Regions from separate parts of the Mus musculus genome. Here region 2 is linked to region 1. The links are chromatin contacts, called in public promoter capture Hi-C maps. All regions are on one chromosome and are shown on one strand. Each heading gives the region's core, a stretch centred on a gene start, on an enhancer-like site or on the middle of the called end of the contact. The rest is flanking DNA. Distances are from core to core; before and after follow the strand shown. Region 1 holds the start of Tgif1 (TGFB-induced factor homeobox 1). Region 2 holds the start of Zfp36l2 (zinc finger protein 36, C3H type-like 2).

Evidence for each region. Promoter capture Hi-C pulls out the DNA fragments that hold promoters and counts their contacts.
Region 2: a contact with region 1 is called in a promoter capture Hi-C map of pre-B cells, with 7 times the contacts expected there. The contact joins the promoter of Zfp36l2 here to the promoter of Tgif1 in region 1. A contact is called at or near these places in 2 of 39 promoter capture datasets (cranial neural crest and pre-B cells).

What each region holds. Positions count from the first base shown.
Region 1 is chr17:70,848,412-70,855,831 of GRCm38.p6, forward strand. Tgif1 (TGFB-induced factor homeobox 1) reads right to left here and starts at 2,799. Exons shown (of 3, transcript NM_009372.3): 1 at 2,461-2,799. The coding sequence starts at 2,476. It overlaps Gm36856 (a long non-coding RNA gene), which reads left to right and starts at 5,129. Exons shown (of 2, transcript XR_876932.3): 1 at 5,129-5,394; 2 at 5,814-6,287.
Region 2 is chr17:84,183,388-84,190,419 of GRCm38.p6, forward strand. It overlaps Zfp36l2 (zinc finger protein 36, C3H type-like 2), which reads right to left and starts at 4,560. Exons shown (of 2, transcript NM_001001806.2): 1 at 4,257-4,560; 2 at 537-3,769. The coding sequence starts at 4,307. The coding sequence ends at 2,366. It overlaps Thada (thyroid adenoma associated), which reads right to left. Exons shown (of 38, transcript NM_183021.3): 38 at 6,669-7,032. It also overlaps a transcript of Gm36279 not described here. RefSeq lists an enhancer at 1-413.

The DNA.
Region 1 (7,420 bases), core at 1,549-4,048:
ACCCACGGCTCTAGGAAGCAAATCTTGCTTCTTCACTTTCTTTTTCTGAAGTCATGAAACATGGAAGTTGGGAGGGTGGGGGGTGGGGAAGCACTTGGATATCTTGGAGACTAGAAAAAGAATATGGGGGAAAAAGATCAAGGGAAAACCAAACCTAATTAGTCTCTTCCCTATGGACAAGTAACTCGGATGGAACTTTACATCCAAGGCACTAAATCCACAGCTGGCTGGAAGTGACCCAGCCAGTTCAGCCCTAAACAGATTCAACAGGCTTGGAGACCCCGAGAGGACACTTGGTGATTTTCCTAGTTGAGCGAGCCCTCTTCCAGCCTGCTTTGAAGCCATTTTTGGAGCTCTTTCTTTTCGGGCGGTCTCGGCTTTCTACAGAGGGCACTCTATTACCATATACCAGTCTTTGTTGAAAGATGCTCACTTTCCTAAAACAGACAATAGGCGGGACAGGTTTAAGCAGTCCAGGCCCAAGGACAGGCAGGGAAGCTCACCCTCCCCTCCCAGGTAATTTCAGACAGTGGGAGGCAGGGCTGTGGAGGCTTGCAGCCGAGGGAGGGGCAAGAGGAGAGAGCAAGCAGCTTTTGTTCTTCAGCCCCAACTGAAGCCCGCCTGCTAACTGTACAAGTTAGCAACGGAGCTGGCCCCTGGTCCCTAAGGAAGTAAAGAAATGGGGCGGTGCGGTTCATATCCTCAAGGGTCTGCCCCCTTCCCAGACCCAGTGCCGAGGAAGCCTAAAAAAGGGAAAAGGAGCCAGGACAACCTTAGCAGTCTCAGCTCTCCCAATGAGAAACTCGAAATCGGTCTCAGCAAAGTTTCCTCTCCAACACGTCACCGTTCATCGTTTCCATGAGTCGGGGGGATTGACTTGGGGAACCCACGCTCTTTGGGCTGGGGACCTCGCATCTGGGGAAGGGGACACCCAAGAGGGTGGAGCCTGAATGGGAAGCTAGTCGTCAGCCTTCCTCCCCACCCACGGAAACCCAGTTTTGCATTCCCGCACCCCGGAGCCACACAAAACCAAACTACCCTCATTGAGGTGCTATTGGAGCGGAATGCCTCCCACGGGGGTCTAGATCTGTCAGCCACGTCAAGGGGTGACAGAGGTCTTGAGAAGATCCCTAAGTTTTCCCCAGAGCTCAGTTAAACTGTCCCCCAACTCAGAGCGCCCACACTCTGACTGTCCCAGGGTGGAAAGGAGCAAGGAGGCCTACTTAACCAAGTACCCGGGGTCTTCATGAGTTCCGTATGTTTCGGGGTCTCTCACAGAATAACATCCACCCAACTCTCTAAGGTAGGAAGCGCGGAGAAACCCCGTGAGGAAGCGTGTTTGGCGGCAGCTGCTATAACCGTGTTCCGTTGGAACTGCAGTCGCGGTCTAGGTCTGAAAGAATGTGGAGTAACAAACTCGAGGAAGCTCCCGGGCATGCGCACCAGCGCCCCCTTCCCCCCGCCCGCTTCTCCAAGCGATTAACTTCTGTTTTGAACCACTCCACATAAATCACAACAAAAAAAGCCAACTCCAGTCCACGACTGGAACACTCGAGGGACCTCCCAGTCAGGGACTCCAAAGTTAGCTTCAAAAGGGACTTCACAGTCTTTGACCTTTTGGGTTTTTTTTTTCCCCCCTTCCTCCCCAGTGTGTTTTGTTTTTAAACCAGACTGACGGCAAGTTTTAGTTGTAAAGCTTTGGTGGAAACAATGACAGCCTCGCTTTTTGCACTTACAACCAAGCCTGCTTGTCACACTTGGACAGTTTTCGACTGCATGGTACTTGTGTTCTAACAGCACACGCGGTCCTAAATTCATCGTGGGAAAACTTTCAGAAACTAGTAAAAATTTTAAAGTCCATCTTTCCAAAGCTATGCTCGCCCTAGGGCGATATGTGTGGGGGTCCCGGATCACATTCCTTTGATAGTGAAAAACACATCTCTTTAAAAAAAAAAAAAAAAAAAACATTGCCAGGATCCGGCGAGGAGTGAGAGAACACCCGGAACTACAAACTTTTAGACAAAAGGTAAGGCGACTGGAATTCGCCAAGGACCCCCCACAGGGAAAAGCGAGGTGCCAGGGTCTCCTAGAACATCAACCGCAAAGCCCTGCCCCAGAAACGGCACTAGAAACCACGCGGCGCCTGGGCCGAGCATGGGGTGTCAGGAAGACAATGAAACTTGGAGGCGTACAAACAAGGCGCTGAGCGTGGTTCTTGACAACGTGCCAACAGCGTGGCGCGGCTCAGCCTCCCCACAACAGCCCCTCGGGTTGTGTCTAGAAGGAAAAGAACACCAACTGCCATCAGAGACACAGCCTCAACAAAGAGAACAGCCACCAATCCAGCCGGGGAGCCACTGGTCCGAAAAGTCCCATCAAGTCAGTGTTCTCCCGATCCGGCGCGGCCCGCACATGTCCCGCACTGGTGCCCCGGGCGCTCACAGCCCGCCGCCACCTTACCCTTCTTGCTTTTCATTCTGGAACTCGAGTCCCAGTGAGAGGTGAAGCTGGGGTTTCTAGGAGCCAGCAGCCGTGGAGTGGCGGGAGGGTAGTCGATGATCCTCCTCCTATACTAGTGCTCCGGTAACTTACAAGAGAGTGTTCCAACCACTATTGCTAAACAAGGTGCTCCGGTCTCAGGCGCTGGCTTCTGGGTTGGAATTCAAGTGACACTTGGGCTTCCTCCAGTCGGGATCTTCTGGCAGCCAGCCGGGGGTTCTCCCTGGCCCAATTCCCTCCCTCCCTACTCAGCTCCTTTGTTTCCCGCTCCACTCGGCGCACCTCGGCGCTGTCAGAGTGAGAGAGCAGAGGGAAGGTACAGGAGGTCCTGCCTCCGCCCCCAACCGCCCGCCCCGTCCCCCGCCCGCCCCGCCGCGCTCCTCTGCCCCTCCCCCGCACCTTCCAGCTCCACAACCCTGGGCCTGGGGGCCGAGATCACCCGTCCCTCTACGCGCTGGCGGAACCCAGAAGCAGGGTCATGCCTGCCTGCCCGTGGCGAGAGCACCATCTCCATCCCTCAGCTCTCAGCGGCCACACTGGTTTCTCTTTTGGGGCCTTTCCTCCCCGGGCTAGCGAAGAGTGCATTTAGTTTGTAAAGGATGGAGAGAGGTTTAAGGACATCTCCTCTGTCCACCCCAGAGAAGAAAAGACACCCCCATCCTTGTTTTTGACAGCTGCCCCAAACTTCACTGTCTCTGCTCCAGCCGCCGGAGGCAGCAGCTTCTGATTCAAGGGGTGGGGCACCGAAGGAAAAGTATTCCAGACAAGAATCAACTTCTTCCAGAAGGCGCAGCTGCCATTGACACGCGGGCGCGGCACAGCGCACCCTCCTCCTCGTGGACTCTTCTGCCAACAGCGACAGTGGGGGTGGGGGGAGGCAGACATAGTCACCGTGGGCAAATGTCTATTCCCCCGGGCTAAAGCTCTGAGTTCCGGATTGGATTGCAAGGCAGTTTCGAAATCTAACACGTTGCGAATAGACACTTGTCATGCTCACATGCTCTTTAAACGTCTGGGCTAGGGGGACGGCCAGAGCGCGCGTGTGCCCCACTGCGACTCCCCCACCCCCACGCGCCTTTTTAAAAAGATGGGGGACTACGCCGGGACTGCTCATCTGTTTCAGTAAACAGTGTCTACTTTGTGTGCTAATATCCCACCAGAGGACACCCTTCAGTATTTCAAACAGAAACTAGCCATTAAATAAACACTCATTCCTATTGGTTTATTTTGCTTGAGAGGGGAGCTCCAAAGAGTTGAACGAAGAATCGAGAATCGTCCCCTCCCCAAATACAAGCCAGATGCTGTTATGGCTGACTTCGAGACGCGCACGCCCGCACTTCTGGGTCTAGTTTTCACCTATGCCCGGTTGTTTAAAAAAAAAAAAAAAAAAAAAAAAAAAAAAAGCAAAGAAAAGCAACTGTCACATGTCACAGAAGACTTTCCCCATAGAGGGGGGGAAAAACCCCAAACGTAAATAAGCTGAGCAGCGACGTCACCGCCGGTGTCTGTCTCCAGTTTCGGCTTTGTGGCTGTTCTGGTTTTGTGACCTCGGTGGAGATCCGGCAGGAGGAGACAGACCCGTAAAAACAAGGTTAAAGCCGAGCCACAGTAAGGCGGCCACAGGATGACCCGCTAGACTTTGGAACCTGTTTATGATTATGTTGGAAATTAAAGCAAGCCTCCGCCGCGCCCCCTCCGAGGAGCGCGTTAAAACCCCGAGTCAAAAAAGAAGCTTGGGTGGTTTTTCCAAAATGAACCAACTGGAGGAAGAGTCACAGTAAGCAGGCAGGAACCTTAAAATGACCCTCCCCCTTCCCTAAATCCTGTGGTTTGCAGAGTGCTCCCTAAGTGAGCACACGCGGGCATCAGCGCAGGAGGCGGTTGCACGACAGTGTCCAGGGAGAACCCAACGGCTGGCAAGCCCCCTCTGCAAACCGCCCTGGCGCAGCGCTTTCCGGGACCCGGCAGGGGATGACTCAGCTGCTGCGCCCCGGTGCGGGACTCATGTGGTGCGGGAGGGGGCCACGGAGGGCCCAGCCGCCGGTTGAGGGCCGCCTCGCTCTGGGTTTTTGGTGTTTGTGGCTGGGATTGGTGGCTCACATCCGCCGGGGACTCGGGAGAGGAGGGAGAACAGACTCGGGGAGGAGGAGCTGGACCGAGTGAGTGGCAGGAGCCGGGTCCGGACCCGGCGGTGACTGCCTTGTCATTTTGTTTGCTAACTTGGACAGCGGCTTCAGGGTCCACCCCACGGAACCCGCCTCGGGTCCGCTAAGCCCAACCCACGGCGGCTCGAGGCCAGAGCGTTCTTTCCCGGCGGTTACCCGCGGCCACGCGGTGGCTCTCATTATGTACACAAAGGTAGCTTTTCTTTTCTCCCAAGTCAGCCTGGCTAATGAATGCGATTCTCCGGCCGCACTGATGGAAACCGGGTTTACAAGGTTTGAAAACAAACTTTACGGGGCGAGCGGGAGCAGAGAGAGAGAGTAGAAGCCTCTTTCAAACTAGGACGGGAGGAAAACGCAGAATTAAAAACTCACCGTGACGCGAAGGCCAGCTGAACTCCGCCAGTGCACACCTTCTGCTCGCATAAATCTTTTCGAGGCAGTTAAGAAGTCGGAGCGCGCTGGCGGAATTCTGAGATCAGCTGAAGCCCTACGGTGCCCCTCCCCCACCCCCTCCCCCACCCTTAAGGCTGGAGCCAAGCTCGGTAGCAGCCTTGCGTTCCTGCAGGACTGGTGCACCCGGGCTTTACAACTCCAGAAAAGGGAAACGGCCCCCCAGCGCGAGTTCATAACATCCGCAATATTTTCTATCCGCTGTCTGCGCGGCGGAAAAACAAGGTTCAGTTCTGGCTGTGTCAGGGCGTCTCCGTGTAACTGATTCAAGCGACTTCGGGTTAGTTGTCGTTGCCACGTGTTACTTTACTGAACTCTTATGCCTCATAATCAAATTATCTAAGTTGTCCTGTTTTCGTGTGTGTGTGTGTGTGTGTGTGTGTGTGTGTGGTGTTTTGTTTTGTTGGTTTTCTTTGCGATGTCTTAAGGTAAGCAGAGCTGTTTAAAAGGTAAACTTACTTTGTGGTCTCGAATGGCACAAACTTGGGAAGGCTGAGAGAAGAGCCCGGTGGCAATAAGTGTAGTTAGTTATTATTATTGGCTCCAGGTCTGTCAAAGGCCTGAGGGGAGGTGTTTGTTTCATCTGGACAATCGATTAGGTATGATTCCTGTCAGGTGCCGGGCCTGGTGGGCCTCACCCAGTCATTGGATCTCTTTCCCTGGAAGGCCAGCTAGTGCAGATATTTATAAAATATGCAGGCTGCTGGGCTTCCAACACTGCACGAGGGACCTGTAATCAGCTTGTCATCTCAGCTCTGAGGAGCTCTGGCTGCTCAAGGTGAGAGCTAACCATTGTCTTCACAAGGGCTGGTCCCGGCCATCTTGTGGTGAGTTTATCAACATTCCCTTGTTCAGTTTTAAGTAGCTGGCACTACTGATCACTTTCTCCACGTCAACACAGCCCCCTACCCTTTGTTTTGTTTTGAAGTGGAAGTCACTTTTCTTTCCCTAGGTGATGTGGGCTGAAGTTCCCTGGAAAAGACACACTGAGGCTGATCTACCCGGTGATTGCCTGATTAGGGCCTCCTGGTTGGGGTGAGTTGGAATGATACAGATCCAGAGGCAGATCATCCTGATCTATCGATCTATCGAAAGTCTCCCTCCTAGCCATTTATTACCTGTCTATCTGGCCTACCCTTTTTTTGACTCTCAATTAAAAATCTTGAGACCTCATCCATGTATTATTTGGTAAATGCGTTCATTTTTAGCTTAGTTTATGATTAACAGTTCATATGCTAACTTCCATGGTGTGGGACATAGACATAACAGTTCATATGATAACTTCCATGGTGGGACATGTCTGGAGTCTACCCAAATCTGGGTTCCCTGGGCCACAATCACTTTCATATTTGGCTCAGGATAAATGATCTCTTACTGTCTTTGGGATGAGAGCTGTGGTTTTTGTTTGACAATGGCCTTATTGAACTCAGTCTTTATCCCCTTTATTTTTTTCTTTCTTTCTTTCTTTCTTTCTTCCTTTCTTTTTTTTTTTTTTTGATTTTTCGAGACAGGGTTTCTCGGTGTAGCCCTGGCTAACCTGGAACTCACTCTGTAGACCAGGCTGGCCTCGAATTCAGAAATCCACCTGCCTCTGCCTCCCGAGTGCTGGGATTAAAGGCGTGCGCCACCACTGCCCAGCTCCCTTTATTTTCAATATCTTGTATCTTCATGTATGTGCCTCAGACTTTCTGAAACATTTAAATGCTCCCATTTAATATCCAAATTAGTCATATACGCTATATTTTTCTTAAAGTCAACATAACTTGAACACATTCAAATGTGCCATAGCTAAACAGCACAAAGCAAGATGTTGGGCACAGACTACCTGGCTCTCAGGGAATCTGTCATAGAAGGTCACACTGATAATGAAGGCAGAGATTGGCCTTAGACATCAGAGACACCAAGATCCAGATATCGCCAAGGTAACCTCCAAATGTCCTTCCTTAGTTAAAATCCCGCTCTTTCCTATAGAGTCTTTCTAACCCTGAAGCTGCTGGCTTCCTTTTGGTCTATCTCTTAGATGAAAATGAGTTGCACCTAATTCTTAGATTTTTTTTTAAAAGATTTATTTATTTATTATATGTAAGTACACTGTAGCTGTCTTCAGACACACCAGAAGAGGGAGTCATATCATGTTACGGATGGTTGTGAGCCACCATGTGGTTTCTGGGATTTGAACTCAGGAACTTCGGAAGAGCAGTCAGTGCTCTTAACCACCGAGCTATCTCACCAGCCCCTAGATTTATTTTTTAATTATGTGCATGTGTGTGCACAAGCACACATGAGTGCAGGTTCACTTTGGAGGC
Region 2 (7,032 bases), core at 3,310-5,809, about 13 Mb after region 1:
CTGAATGTGCTTATTCCCAGAGGAAGTTGTCTGTGTAAACAAACATCACCCAGATAGAAGTTTAACCGGCTTCATCTTCCTCCCTCCCTCTCTGAAGGACATGCCCCCAGCCTCCCAAAGTCCAAGCAAAACCCGAGCCCAGCTACCAACGCCTGGCCCAGACCTCCCTGTCCAGGCTACAAGCCCAGGTCAGGCATACTGGGGAAAAATCGGACCTTCAGCAGCCAGAGCATCCACGTGATCACTGGGTGACTCACAGGCCGGCCACACCCCTCGCGGTCTCCCGCCAGGCCCTGCCATCAACCAGTCAGCCAACACAGGGATGCATCTTATTACCAAAGGGAACAGCTAACAAATGCCCTTGACAGCCAAATAATTACTTTCAGTTGAAAACAAACACAGGTACAAGTGGATGCAGGCTCTATCCAGAACTGCCAGCTCCCCACCTCCTGAACACACCCCTTCCCAGACTTGCCCCGGCCAGGAGACCTAGTTTAAAAACAAACAACCCCCCCCCCCAACCATTACTCAAAGAGTTTTTTTCCAAAAAATTTTATTGGGGGAAACTACAAAACATTTACAGTACAATGTTTACAGTCACAATTTGTAGTGAACTGATTCCCCAAAATATATTACAACTCAAGTTGACTTAATCTTGTTACATTCAAAAACCTACTTCTGTCAAAGTAGTCCAGAGTGCACACGCGGTGCTCCAACTGTACCTACATACAAACTAAACAACTGCTCATTTATCTGCCATCCAGGAAAGCCGGAGACATTCCTGCCTCTTTACATTGAAAAATAATAGTACAAGTTTTTGGACTGTCATTGAACAAGGCATATTCATGTACCACCAACATTTCAGCGCTAAGATGTGGCCTCTTCACTTCATAGCTATAGTAAAAAAAAAGTGGTAAAAAATCTTTTCTTTTTGTGCAGGTGAACCCGTCCGACATTCAAATTCTCAAGCACGAATGAAATACTTATCTGGTTGAGAAAGATTTAAGGCAAGTTCGGGCCCTATGAAGGCACTGAGACCATTTCCCCCATTATTGCTACATGTCTCTATAATCAATGTCACAGTAGAGCTGGTGGTTTATAAAGCTGGATGTAGAGAAGCAAGCCACACGTGAGCCTGACTGCAGTCTCACCTTTCTCTCTTTAAAGTTGGATGGGCTACAACCATTATACATTCTAAGAAAACCTCAAAATGTTCCTCAAACCACTTCCACAGCATCAAGATTGCATGGTTTCTTCATGCGATCTTTCGAAATTTACGTAAACAAGGAAAGAAATTAATGAAATAAATATTACATACAATCTCTTAAATTAAGATTTTTCTTACTCATTTACAATAAAATAACCAAGTGAAGTTACAAAAGGCATATATTACTGTGAAAAGAACACACTCCACATTTTGCCGATTAATAATGGCAATTATAATTTAACATAATAAAAGAATATATATCTATTGCTTTCATCATACTCGATAAATACAGTATGGACAACATCCTCAATGTATACTTTTCACAAGATAATAAATAAGTTAAATAGTTTTTCATATTGAGTTGTGGTGCAGTGGTGCGGATCAACTCAGAACAACTAAAAATGAAGCACTTATTTCCCAACAACTATGAACTGAGCTCTGCCCATAGCTTCCAGAGAGCAGAGGAAATGGTTCTAAGCTAAACACCCACACTACGTGGTGGCAATGAGCCCGTTATCAAACTTTGGAATGCAAGGGCTTCCCCACCCCCAGACATACAGAACTTTGTCTAAAAAACAAAAACAAGGTAAACAACCACCACAAAGGAGGCTGAGAGCGAGCGACTCGAATCAAGGCATGTTCCTGGCATTATTTTGAGTTCTAGAAGCTTATAGTTTAGGGAGGTGGCAGCCGGCTGGCTCACACTGGTCTTGGAACCCCTTCCAAGAGTTCTCACATCTGGACTGTTTCTAAGGCTTTCGAGTGAAAGAAGAGATGGAATGGTGGTTGGTAGCTGCTGGTGCTGGGCTGATTTTTTTCTTCTAAAACTAGAGTTTCAAACTCATCTGAGACCTAAGTGTTTGGTATCTTTTGTTCTTTCCGCATCACAACCGCCCTGTTGTGAATATTTTGTTCATCCATACGAAAAAGTTCGTTGGCTTTTATCAACAAGAACGAATCTTTACAATAATAATAATAATAAAAATAATAATAAAAAACAAAAAAAACGAGAGAACCGAAAGGGTAGGGGCGGGGCCCCTTCCGGCAGAGTTCGAGTCCAAGTGCTCGGAGGGGCCTCCAAGTCTGCCGCAGTGTCGCCCTCCCCAACCGGTGGCCCCCGCTGTGCCTTTCCCAACCCCTCGCGGGCGCCCCCTTGCCTCAGTCGTCGGAGATGGAGAGGCGGCTGAAGATGGGTAGGCGACGGCCAGGGTCCAGGCTGGGGGACTCGGAGCCGCTGAGGCTGCCGGAGCTCAGCGAGCCGCTCAGGTAGCTGTCGCGGTCCGAGAGCGAGTCCGGGGGGCTGGGGGGCGCGTCGAACACGGGCGACTCGGACAGACGGCGCGGCAGCTGGAAGCCGAAGGGCGGGGAGGGCGGCGCGGGGGCCGCGGGGGGCTGTGCCGGGGGTGGCGCGGGACCGGTCAGGCCCTGCTGCTGGTTGCGGTAGTAGGCGGCGGCGGCCGCGGCGGCGAAGTTGTGGGTCTGGATGGCGAGCGGCGTGATGAGGCTGCTCAGCTCCGGGCCGAAAGCGAAGGCGTTGTTAGCGCCGGAGGACGAGCAGGAGGCGCACGGCGCTCCGGGGCTCAGCAGGTCCTCCGCGCCCCCGGGGCCGTAGAGCAGCGCGGCCGCCGCCGCCGTGGCGCAGCACGTCGGGGCGCCCGAGGGCGTGGAGGCCGCCGAGGCGGAAGAGCAGGAAGAAGCCGAGGAGGAACAGGACGAGGCCGAGGAGGAGGGCGGCGGCGGCGTGCGCGATGTGGGGCTGTCGAGCAGCAGCGGCGACTCCAGGCCCCCCGGCGGCTGGTGGTGGCCCGACGGGAAGCCGGAGAAACTGAGGCTGTGATGCAGCTTGGGCCGCGGCTCGCGGGCGAAGCCTAGGTGTAGCGCGTCGCGTGCGCCAAACGCTCGCAGGTCCCCGGAGGCGCCGCCGCCCCCCGACGGCGCGGGCCGCCGCTCGTCCGCGTTGTGGATGAAGTGGCAGCGCGGGCCGTAGGGGCAGAAGCCGATGGTGTGGAAGGTGCGGCACAGCTCTGTCTTGTACTTGGGGTGCCGGGTGAGGCTGCGCAGCTCGTGGAAGCCGTGCGCGAACTGGCACTTCTCGCCGTACTTGCACGTGCCGCTCTCCTCGAAGGGCCGGCACAGCTCCGTCTTGTAGCGCGTGGAGTTGATCTGGGAGCCGCTGCCCCCCTTCTGCTGCTGCTGCAGGTGCAGGAGGTGCTGGCTGCGCTCCCCGTTCTCGCTGAACGAGCGGTCCCGAAATTTGCTCTCCTTGGTGACCAGCGCCGTGCCGCTGCCCCCCGAAGGCTCCTTGAGCTGGCCGTAGGAGGCCAGACCGCCTCCGCCTGCGGGGCCACAGCTGCTGCCGCCGCCGTTAGGGGCGCCCGGGAACTTCGGCGAGCAGCTGCCCGGACTGGGCACAGGGTGGGCAAGCGCGTGGAGGTTGCTGGCGGAGTGGCGTCGCAGGAAGCCCGGAGTGAAGCTCGAGCTGGGGGCAGCAGCCACGGGCGTCCCTACCGCCTTCTTGTCCAGCATGTTGTTCAGATTGAGGTTTGCCAGGGATTTCTCCGTCTGCCAAAGGGAGGGGAGCGGGAGCGGGATGAAAATCGGATGGGGAAGAGAGTCGGGGCTAACTGCAGAGTGAACGCCCTAGTCCCAACTGCCCACTTGTTGGGGTTTCTGGTGGGATCCGATTCAGCCTCCACCGCTACACTCGCAAAACGCAGGCCGGAGAGAGTGGAGGACGCCCACCCCGGCCGCTCCGGGTCTAGCCATGTGATCCTGGGCCCGTGGCCACGGGGTGGGCGGCGCAAACGCTGTCCGGGAAGTCCCGGCAGCGTGGCCGCGGTCGGTTCGGGAGGAGCACGGCTGCTCCAGCCGCTACTCGCTCTCTCCACGCCCACAGTCGCAAGCACACAGTCCTGCTAACTCCAGGACTTCCCTCCACCCGCAAAGTCAACTTGGAAGGGTCCCTCCCGCCTCGGCCCGGCCCGGCGGCAAGTCTCGGAACTCCAAAGGGTTCCAGGCCGTCCGCCATCCTTTCCGGCTGCCTGCTTACCTTGCACAAGAAGTCGATATCGTAGAAGGGTGACAGAAGTGTGGTCGACATTTTTCTGGGTCCTGTAATGGTCGAAATTGCAAGCGTGGAGGTTGGGAGGTGCCCTCGGTACGGCGAGACTCGAACCAAGATGAATAACGGGCGAGGGCCAAGGAGGGACGGAAAGTTGTGCTTGTGCGGCCGAGGAAGCGGCGGCGGGAGGCCGTGGCGCGGAGTGGGGGGCAGAGGAGAAGCGAGAGCGCAGCTCGGCGCCCCGGCCCGCCCCCCGCCCGAGCCGTCGGCAGCTCGCGGACTGGTGGAACTCGGAGACCTGAGAGCGTGCGCCCTTTATACAGCCCCGGAGCGGCGCGGCGGCGGGGCAAAGCGCACCGGGGGAGGGGACTGAACGCTGACCGGCCGGGGTCTCCAGGCAACGCCGCCCGCCAGCCCGCGGACGTCAGGCTCCTTCTCGGCTTCTCATTGGTCGCCGCCAATTTTTCCCCTTCGGGGGAGGGGAGGAGAGGGGAGGGGAGGGGCGGGCAGCCTGGGCGTCCCGAGCGGCGTGGGGCGTGCGGCCCCCTTGGGTCCTGCTGGGTGGCGGCGGCGGGAATACCTCGCTCTCCTCCGCCTCTACGAGTATAACGTTGGAAAGCACGTACACGTTCTATCTGCCCAGGACGGGGCTACCCGGGACGTGCCTTTCCTCGCCCGATCCGGCTGGGCCGACTGGCGCAGCTTTTATCTCCCATCCTAGTTTTTGCTCCGCGCGCGGGAACAGCAAAACAGCAATGGTGCGCTTGGCCAAGTTGCTTGGGACTAGGAACGGGGGTCGCGGCCTGTCCCGTAGGTGGCAGCTCCGGCCCGGCTGCACGTGGAGACGCAGTAGGGGTGGGGGCGGGAGCGGCCAGCCTGGAGGAGCATTGGCGCGTTTCTCCGCCCCTCTCCCCGCCCAGGCTCAGTAAACAGGACTTGAGCGCTGCGGCCTGTGGGGCAGAGCCGAGTGTCTGAGGACAAGGCGCTGGCTTTGCTAATCACATCACAAGACCTTGAGCCTGGGCCAAAGGCGCCGAGTGGCGCGGGGTGTCCGGGGCGGGAAAGCCTATTCCAGGGGACTAGAGGGAAGTCGGAGGAGCAGTGTGGACATAGAGGAAGTCACTTCCTTCACCTTTGTGCCTGCTGGTTGGCCTGGCCTCCTCTCGGGGATGTGGGTGCAGCTCCTAGCCAAGGCTTCCCGCCTGTACAGCCTTGGCCTGTCGAATCCTGCAACCTTCCTCCTTCTGCTGTGGGAGGCGCGGCATTGAATCTAAGCTTTGTGTGAGCTGCCGGAGGCGAGGCGGTGATTGCTGAACCACCACCCAGGTTGGGGGAAAGAGGTCCTCATTCGGTTGCCTTTAGTGCAACTCCTACCAGCTTTCCATGGAAAAAGCAGTCCCAGAAGGCCCCTGGCTCTTTTTGAGAGGGGTCTCACACACACACACCTCCACACACCTAGCGACCCCCACCCCCACCCCGTGAGGCCCATCTGGTCAGGTCCAGAACCCTTTATCCCTACACTTCATACTGGCTGCCAAAAGCTGGAGTTGGGCCCATGAATTCACCCAGCTGGCAGTCCGGGTTGCCCTGGGTGGAAGGCCCAGTAGTTGCCAGAGAAGGCTGCTTGACCAACTACATCCTTCCCATGTTGCTCTTCCTGTCTGGTTGACCCAGTCCAGTGTGCACTTGGGCTGTATCAGTTAACCTTGAAGCTAAGGAGGTAGATCTGTCACTCAAAGGCTCCTGAGTCCAGGTGCATTTGGCCACACTGCAGTGCATGCTGCCCCTGTAGGTAGAGCCAATGGCTGCCAGAAGACTGTAGTGTCTTGGACGTAGTGCTGAGTGGGTTGGGTACGGTGGTTCATGCCTATAGTCCTAGCACTAATCACAAACTGTGGTGAGTTTTAGGCTAGCCTTGCACAGCTTAGTGTGAGAGTGAGACCATACCCCTATAAAGGAACAAAGCCCTCACCATCTTATATATTAAAGCAAACTGGCTTTTGGCTGTGGTCTGAGCAAGGGGCCACCCAGATCTTAGGACCCTCAAGTGTAGTGACTTAGGGAAGATGGCTGCTTCACTCTTCCCACCCACGTTGCTCTTGCCCCTATTACTGCTGGGTTCTGTGGCTGAAAGGACCCCAAATGTAAGCATGAGGCTGTGACTAAGGTTTTCCTGGTTTCTCTCAGGAAAGCATGCAGCAGTCGTTCCCCTAGCTACTGCTAGCAGGATTGCAGATACAAGCCCACCTGTGGAGCCATCCATCCCTCCTGTCCTCCCAGATTGGCCACAGCCAGCCAAGATCCAAGTCTGGGGTAAGTCCCAGCTAATGGCAGACTTGGTAGGATGGACTTGGAGATAACATAAGCCTGCTCTGAAACATGCTTTGGGACAGCATGCCTGCCAATGTGAGATGGTTTTATTGTCATGTAACTGCTTTTATTTCATTTTAGATGGAAGGGGAGAGGGAAGGTTGGGTCCTGTTCAGAATTAATCTCCCAAGGTTGTCACCACCAGCCCCTCTCACCAACTAGATCTTAAAGTAGTGTAATGCTGGGTATAGTGGTGTATGCCTGGAATCCTGGCACTCAGGAGGCAAAGGCAGGAGGATTAACACAAGTTTGAGGCCAGCCTAGTGTAAATAGCAAGCCTGACTCAGAAAACTAAAAGCAAAGCCCAAAACAAACTAAACAATGTTAGGTTTTCAATTTTTCATCAGCAGTGGGTTGCACTGCCTAACTAGGTAATTACTACAGGGCCACACAG